Regions from separate parts of the Sus scrofa genome. Here all the other regions are linked to region 1. A link is a contact called in public Hi-C data. All regions are on one chromosome and are shown on one strand. The core of a region is the stretch at or near the end of the contact, and the rest is flanking DNA. Distances in the headings are between cores, read along the strand shown. Region 1 has its middle 98 kb from the start of PTPN3. Region 2 overlaps PALM2 (paralemmin 2). Region 3 overlaps PALM2 (paralemmin 2).

Evidence for each region. A called contact is a pair of places that touch in the nucleus more often than the background predicts.
Region 2: a Hi-C map of heart right ventricle shows a contact between it and region 1, with 2.2 times the contacts expected there. The contact joins two enhancer-like sites. A contact is called at or near these places in 2 of 47 Hi-C or Micro-C datasets (embryonic fibroblasts and heart right ventricle).
Region 3: a contact with region 1 is called in a Hi-C map of heart right ventricle, with 5 times the contacts expected there. The contact joins two enhancer-like sites. A contact is called at or near these places in 2 of 47 Hi-C or Micro-C datasets (fetal heart ventricle and heart right ventricle).

Annotation. Positions count from the first base shown.
Region 1 is chr1:250,679,525-250,682,493 of Sscrofa11.1, reverse strand. No RefSeq gene overlaps it. Among named protein-coding and RNA genes, the nearest start is that of PTPN3, 98 kb to the right of the region's middle. Within about 2 kb of position 1,538, at least 19 of the 83 cell types and tissues checked have an H3K27ac peak or open chromatin away from gene starts, as enhancers often do.
Region 2 is chr1:250,851,163-250,853,862 of Sscrofa11.1, reverse strand. The region is part of intron 1 of PALM2 (paralemmin 2); the gene reads right to left. Among named protein-coding and RNA genes, the nearest start is that of PALM2, 28 kb to the right of the region's middle. Within about 2 kb of position 1,417, at least 4 of the 83 cell types and tissues checked have an H3K27ac peak or open chromatin away from gene starts, as enhancers often do.
Region 3 is chr1:250,916,225-250,918,966 of Sscrofa11.1, reverse strand. The region is part of intron 3 of PALM2 (paralemmin 2); the gene reads right to left. Among named protein-coding and RNA genes, the nearest start is that of PALM2, 94 kb to the right of the region's middle. Within about 2 kb of position 1,331, at least 7 of the 83 cell types and tissues checked have an H3K27ac peak or open chromatin away from gene starts, as enhancers often do.

The sequences.
Region 1 (2,969 bases), core at 289-2,788:
CTGGAGCTCAGGGGCTAGAGCACTGGTCTTGCAATCTTCACAAATATCACATGAAGGAGTTGTTACTATTACTATTTCTGTTTCCACAAATGAGTCCCAAAGGGGCTGACGTCATGCAGCAAAGTGTAAAAGGACTCAAACCCAGCAAACTGACTCCAGAGCCTTAATCATCAGCCCTTTAAATTTGGGTATACCTTACAATTTACAGAGCACTTTAGAAGAGATAAAATATTATCCTCCCAACACTTCAAAGTCAGTAAGGAACATCTCTGTCTCCACTGTATGATGGGAAAACTGAGGCTTAGAGACATCAAAATTACTGGGGTAGGAAATCAACAACACTAGGACCAGCCAAGGTGGAGGTTGAAATCTACAACTCGTCATTGCCAAAATGCCACACCATCTCTCACTTCTGCTTCAGCAGCCTTGATGGTGAGGATTCAATTGCATGTACACAATCAGATATGCGGGGGGGTGGGGCAGGAAAGCTGCATCTAGGGTTTATTGGGTTTGGCATGAAAGTCCTGATACCTGAAAACAGGACATTATCTCCAGGCTGAACTATGATTTCATACAGCTTCAATGTCAGGGAGTATCCGTGGGAAGAGAGCAGGAGGAGGAGATGATGACCAAGTGACCAGGTATCTAATAGCTGGCTCCCAAAATGACCCTTTCTTGGAGCCTGTCGCCTGTCAGAGTGGCTCTGCTGCAGCAGCAGCCTGGGAGAGTGACCAAAAAGACAGAGAAGAACCCCAGTCCGAACCCACATCGGAGCCCTTTATTGTGTCGTTTTCTGGTTAACGCCCCTCTTGCCTTCATGCCCTCTCCTGCCCACCCCTCCCACTCGGTACCCACGATGCCAAACGTTGTAATTCAACCTGGGCTGCTGGTCCTAAGATTCTATCTCCTTTCTCAATTACCCCAGAAACAAATCAGTTATTTGGGGGAGGGGATCCTCATGGTTTCTGGTAGCCAGGGCATTGCAGCTCTGGCTCATGTTACCCACTAACTCATCATCTTTCCATTACACGACTTCACACCGAGCCACATTTGGTTCTGATCCGCAGTGACCACCTCCCCCGCGCTTAAAAAAAAAAAAAAAAAAAAAAACTGCAGTCCAATAATGCTGACATGGTTACGAATCGGAAGTAATGGCTATTGCGGCCAACTCCCTGAGTGGCGGAAGCTTGAGGCAGGGACAGGGAAGCCTAGAACATGCCTCCCTCCTTAGGAACACCGTTTCCCCGCCGAGGCCCTGCTGGCCAAGGGGCAGCGGCCAAAACCACGCATCCCGGGGTTCCTAGCCCTTAGCTCCTGCTGCAGCGGCTGCTGCTATAGAAACGCTAGGCTTACACGCCGGGCTGAAATTAAACACCCTTCCGAGACCAGGACCCGAGCCGGATTCTCCTGCTGCCTTGGTCGCCATGGCAACGTAGGAAGGGGAAAGCTGGCAAGCCGCGCGCGCTGTGCGGGGATACTCACTCCATCGCGGTGCTCCGGGCTGCCAGGCGCACTGCTGCGGGGCTCACCGGCGCTGTTCGCCTCTGCCGGGGCCGGGCGCTCTGGCCGCGCCGCGCGCGAGGTGGAGCCGGGAGCGTCTCTCCTCCCAGCCCGCACCCCCTCCTCCCCTTGAGGGTTGAAAGTGAACGCTCAGGCTCTCTCAGCTCCCAGCCTGCGAATAAAACGGGAAGCAATTGGATAATGTTGTTCGCTGGGCGCTAGACAAGCCACTCCACTTAAGTGTTTGGGGAGGGAGAGCGCAGGCAGCTGCGCGCGGGGCTGTGTGGCCACCCGCGCGAAGGGCCCTGGCGCCCGAGGCGCCAGGTGCGCCGGCGGCTCCCCTGGGAAGGGCGCTGCTTCTCTGAGACGCCGGGGGCTGTCAGGAGGGGGAGATGCGCGGCTGCGGCGGGTGGCACAGCCCAGAGGGCGCAGGGAAAATTGAGTCATTGGCAAGGTTGCAGCTCTTGCGGCTTGGAAGTTGCAGGCGAAAGACGCGTCTGGCCTCTGCAAGTATCAAGTGCTGCCCCCAATAGGTTGGGCACAGTTTCGGAAACGCCATTGTGCCAGCTCAGCGGGTATCTGTCTGAGTTTCTGAGGGAAAAGTCCACCTGCGCTGTGGCGCGTTAATGCGGTGCTCCATCACTGCCGACCTCACGCCCTTCTTTATCACTCTACATTTGGCGCATCCCCGCCTGCCAGAAAGATACTGCCCAGCGTTACTTTCCCTAGTTGGTTCTCTGAAAACAATAGCTATACTGAAGATGTTTTCCCAATTTACCACGGCCCCACCTCACAGTTACAAGCCTCCCCAGGGCATACATTCCCCCCCTACACTCCCTTTGAGAATCCTCTCCTCCTCAAGTTTTCCCGAGTGGGAATCAGGCTCCCATCCAGGTGCCCCGCACCTGCTGCAGGGAAGCGTCGATGAGGCAAGCTTCAGGCTTTCACTGTATCTTTCTGCCTGGCTCCTCTGTGAGTAGGTTTCTGCTAGGAGCTTAGGACGCAACCCTATGCATTGCCATCACAGTCCCTGTCCTGATGGGGCTCACTGGCTAACGTAGAAGGACAAAGCATAGAGAAAGAAAAAAACTAAACAAACATAACAGCACAGGCTGAAGATATTGCTCTAAGAATTAAGTAGTAAAATGAATGTTTTAAAATTAATTTGTGATGCTGGCACAACTCTTGAATGTCCTAACTCTTAAATTGTACATCCTGGGGGAATTTTCTGGTGTTTGAATTAAATCTTATTACAGCAGTTTGAAAAAAAAATACTTTGATGGAGAATCAAAGGCAAGTGGACCAGTGAAGGGAAGGTGTTGAAGAAAGGGCCCTCTGAAGGGGCTGGCTTTAGGAGGGGGGAGGACTGGGACACATAAGCAGGCATAAGCCACAGGGGGAAGGGCATTCTAACTGGCCATCAGCTTGTTTGGTGGCTCTACATGGGAAAGAGCTCTACCCATTCGAGG
Region 2 (2,700 bases), core at 168-2,667, 170 kb before region 1:
ATGTCATCTCTTCCTGGCCACCACCTCTTTGGTCATATCTCCTAGCACTTTCCTTCACCACTCTGCTCCTGCCACACTGGCTTTCCTGCTGCTTTTAATTATTATTCTCATCATCGACATTATATAAGTTCCAGGTGTACAGAGTTATACATCAGCACATACCATAAAACAATCACAACCATAAATCTAGTTTTTACCATCTTTCATCCACTTAACCCTTTACCCACCCATCAATTCCCTTCCAATCTGGTAACTAACCTGATCTTTGTATCTATGTGTTTCTGCTTCTTGAACACACCAAGGATGTTCTCACTGTGCCTTCTGCCAGGGGTGTACTTCCCCCAGCTGCCCACGTGGCTCACTCCTCCATTATATGTCACAGTTCTAACATCATCTTGTTGGGAAAGGGTTCCTTGACCATCCAATAAAGGCATTCCCGCCTAGTCCCCTAGTCCCCATACTACAAACCAACACAGCACATGCTACTCATTTGCCTATTTGTAAGCTGTTCCTCTTTCTATTTCTATTCATCTAATTGTAAATTGTCTCACCCTTCCCACCCACCACCACCACCACAAATGCAAGCCCCATGAGGTCAAAGACCATGTTGTATTTACTCTGGCATCTTGAGCACCCACAAATGTGTCTACCACGTAGGAGATGCTAAAAAAAAAAAATCTATGCTGCCTGAATCACATAAACTTAGACTCACTTGTTGATAGATCATACCTGACTTTATAGCTTTAAATTGTTCACAGAAAATGAGTTGAATTAATGAAACTTTCCATTTAGTAGGCTCATTTTGCAAATAGATCAAAGGGATGATGGTTTTTATGTTTCTCATTTTATTATTGAGTAATGACAAGATCATGTCCACACTGTTTTCCCCACGAGGAACATAACACATTTTGTGGGCACACAAAAGGGGATGCCATGGCCTTGAGAAAAATAATTGTCATGTTACCAGGCAGTAAGGCAAAAAAGATGTGTAACTTTGGATGAGGCTGGTTTAGGGGACAGGCAATGGCTGGCCCCGAACCTAAGACAGGGCTTTCCTACAGCACTAGAGCCTGGAGCCTCGGAGATAAATGGCTCCATGTCAGGCAATCAATCACTCTACCAGCTACACTTCCAGTAACTAACAAGCAACACTGGAGCAAGGCTCACCACACAGCCAATACCCTAGGTGCTTTGGGAAGCAGTTCAGCAAACGTATCCTAACCTTCTGATCATGGAGATGTACAGATGTTAGAGGTCACCTGGTCCACTTCACTTGATCCATAAATTACCTCTTCTGCCCACATACCAACTATCTGTCCAGTCTCTGCATTTTGGGGCAAGCTACTCACCATCCCATGAGGCAGTTCATTCCAAACTGGGCCAGCTCTAAACGCTGAGGAATTTCTCCTTATCTTGTGTTGACAGCTGCCTCCCTGAAACTGATATCTACTGGTCTTGGTTTTGATGCAACTTTCATGACTGGTTGTACATTTGTGCTCCAGCACCAAATTAGATGGTCATAAACAGAGCAAGCTGATTCTCTTTAAATCCTGTCACTTGCCAGGTAAGCAATCAAACTGGAATTTTGAAGAAAAAAAAAAATCCATTGCCCTTTGATACAGTAATTCGAATTCTGACCACTTTAAGAAACCTGCATTTCTCCACTACAGAGGCTGGAAAAGTTAGCAACTCACCTTCCCAGACTTTTTTTTTTTTTTTTTTTTGAGTGAGGGCAGTCATGTGACCCAGACTCCCCAAAGAGCACGAGAGCATCAACAGTTCCTTATGCCTTCAATGAGAAGTCCCTTAACCCAAGAGCTCCCTTAATTGTCCCAATTTCTTCTTTGAAACTAAAATACTTCTTAAGCTATTGTTTCTCAGCTTTTCTGGTACTCACGGCCAAATGTACTCCTAACTAATGATTACACAGTCAATTAAAACTGTATTTATGAAAAGTTTATAACAGCATGAGAACACATTCATGCAAATGGTTTTTTGTTGGTTGTTTTTTGTTTTTTGGCTCTACCCACAGCATATGGAAATTCCCAGGTCAGGGACTGAATCCGTAACATGGCATTTACCCAAGCCATGGCAGTAACACAACCAGGTCCTTTAATCACTAGGCCACCAGGGAACTCCCATGCAAATGGTAAGTGAAAAAGCTCAAAGGGAAATTTAAATGGAGTCTAATTATACCTACATAAAACTGATGTCAAGAAAATCCCACAAATTTGTTAGCTGTTGAGATTATGGACATTTTTTCCCCTGTTAGAAGGTTAAAATATTCAGCCCCCCACAGCAGGTACTTTTAGATGATTTCATTCTCTTCACTTCTTTGCACATTTCACATTTTGTTTGGGGAAAAAAAAAAGATGTTAATAAAAATAAAAAATCCTTTGTCCTGGAAAATCTTAAGGAAAAAAATCAACCAATTATGACTTGGGGAAAAATCCACAGAAATAAACTCTGCCAAGGCCTCTTGGCACTGTCATCATTAGAATTTTGATTTGTCAGCTAACCAGGAAAATGCGTACTCGAGGTAACGGAAGGCTGGCAGGAAATTGACAAATTAACCTCAACGGCAAAAAAAAGTCAAATGATCACTGCTTGATTCCATTACTACTGCATAAATAATCATGATTGTTCAAAAATGAGGGAGAAACTACCAAGTTCTATGATTTCACCTCTAGGATGATAGGC
Region 3 (2,742 bases), core at 82-2,581, 240 kb before region 1:
GGTTATTTATTTTTTATCTTAGTATTAACACTTGTAATTCTGGGCTTTAGAGCAGGGGTTCTCAATTGGGGGCTATTTTGTGTCCCCTAGGAGATACTCAGCCACACTTGAAGATACTTTGATTGTCATTGACTAGAGGTGGAGGGTGGTGCTACTGGCATTTACTTGGTAGAGGCCAGGAAGCTGCTACATATCCTGTAAAGCACAGGACAGCCACCCACAACAAATGATCATCTGGCCCAAAATGTCAATAGTGTTACTCATGGGAACTCTCTCTAAAAGGATAGAGAAAACAATAACAATAGCACTACTCTTACCTCCTGACAGCCTACTGTACTTGGCACTTCACAAATGCACATAATCTCCACATATGACAACAACTCTTCAGAATGGGCATTGCTATCCCCAGCATACGGGTGAGGAAATTCAAGTCCAGAGAGGTTACATGGCTTATCCAGGATCAAACAACCTGTAAATTCAGAACTAGGGCTCAAACCAAGGTCAATTAAATTCCAAGGTCCAGGTTCCTAAGCAGTATGCTATGCTGGGAGCCCTTTACTCAACTCTGCATCACTTCCAGCAGAGATTTAAGCTGTATACAGCCGAGAAAGTGTACTCACAAGCAAAGGGCTTAGTGAGAGAAGGAAAGGAACCAAATCTGAAAAATAGAACCTGTCCTTCCTGAAACAGCCTGAAGGGGGCAGCCTCCCCAGTCATGATGACCACTCACTTTGGATCCAAGCCCAGCACCTGCCAGGTCTCTGCCCATTTGCTTCCTAAAGAGGCATTTATGGGGGCTGAGGAGGAAGGAGCACGTTTACCTGTCCATCCACTTAAACCATGAGGTAAACTTTAGTTGATCTCAATGAATATCACAGGTCTCAGAGATTTTTAGTTTTGAAGAGCAACTCTTGGGATTCTGGAGAATATGCTTTGGAGCCAAATGCTGGCTCTTTCACTTCTTAAGGGGGCATTTGGAACAGCAAATTACTTTATCTCCTAAGCCTCGGTTCTCCCGGGTATAAAATGAGCATCATTATCATCACCATTACTCTGAGGGAACGTGCTGGGAATGAAAGAAGAATATTCAGGAATTTAAGGAGGCCCCAGAGCAAGGTTAGTACCCAGGACAGAGTAAGAGACCAATGAATATTAGATGATCTAGTGCTATCATTATGTCACCATACGGTTTATAGTATATAGAGATTTCTTTTGGAGAACCAAAAAGAATAGGAATGAGATCAGGACTCGCCAAATGTGCTGGAAGGGCACAGACGTGGAAAGCCAATGTGGCATGCTCCATGCCCTGCCGAGAAAGAACAGTGTAGCTGAGTTAAAATTAGCAGGCAAAAAGAACACACTGAATTCTGAGCAAGTGTCCTTGTGATTCCAAGGAACATTGCGGTGGCTGCCTTTTCTAGAAAGGCTATTTGTGGGTGGCTGTCATCTTCTTGGTTGCCAAAATCCCATAAAATAACACACACATGCTTATGCCTGATGTCGCCCGTCTTCTGCTTTGAGCCTCTCAAGAATGTGGAAAATGAAATGAATTCTGGTGTCCATCAGAGACCAACAGAGGCACTCGAAGAATCTTGAGTCGGAAGCAGAGATGAGCCAAACCCCTTGCATCTTGAATTTTCTTTCTAAAAAGCTGCATGGCCCTCTCTGGGTTAGCAACCGAGATGTAATATTTTATTTAATGAATATTTTGATGTGACATATTTTAGAACTGACGCTGTTCAGATGAATTAGTCACCTCTGGGATGAGTCAGTTACACACAGGGCTTTTGTTTCTAAGATAACTTAATCTCTTTTCCTGTTTCTGGCCTGTCTCCAAAACTACTTCCTTCTGCAATAGTACATTTCTCTGCACAGGTATATTTGCTCAAAGAGGGCTCCCTAGCCAAATTAGAGCATCCCAGAGTACTGCAGCTGGAAGATCCTGAGAGATGCCTTGCTGAGAAGATGAGGAAACTGAGACCAGAGAGGATGAGAGACTTGCTCAAAGTCACACAGCAAATTACTGGCAGAGCTAGAATCAGCACCTTGGCTTTGCAACAGTTTGTTCTATTTTCATTTACTGCTCTGAGGTCTCTCATCCTCACTGGGGTAATTCCGAGGCAGGGGAGGGGAGAGACAAATTTTCACTGTATTTCTCACCAAAAAAAGTTAAGAGCAAACATTGAAATAAAACCTGGTGAAATTAGAGAATCTTAGAAGGGAAAACCACAAGGTGAGTGATAAGGCTTTTTAATTGGAGAAGACACTACGGAGACAGACTAGTGTGGATCTAATTGCCTAAAATTTCCAAAAGCATCAATGGGAAATCCAGATGTGGTCTGCCAGTGACTTCCAGGGACCCACCACATCCAATGATGGTGTGGACAAATGGTTGATGATGGGCCCAAGCCAGAACAATCCTTTGGGTTTTCCCAATATCCCACCCCAATGGGAAATAGAGCACACAGAAGATCAAACATTCAAAATGTTTTAAAAAGAAAAATATCTCATTCAAACTTTGCTTTCAATAATTCCAGCTTTTTTTTTTTTTTTTTGTCCATTTTACTTCTGGTTTCTAGTGAGCCAAGAATATAATCAATGGACAGGGCCATATGGACATTGCCCGTGAAAAGTTGTACAAAGAATCTGATGCTCGATTTATCCATTGTACTGAGTTCTCGTCTTCCTTTCTTGTCACCTTGATGTCATCATTTCAAGGCTACATTGCTCTTAATTTCAGTC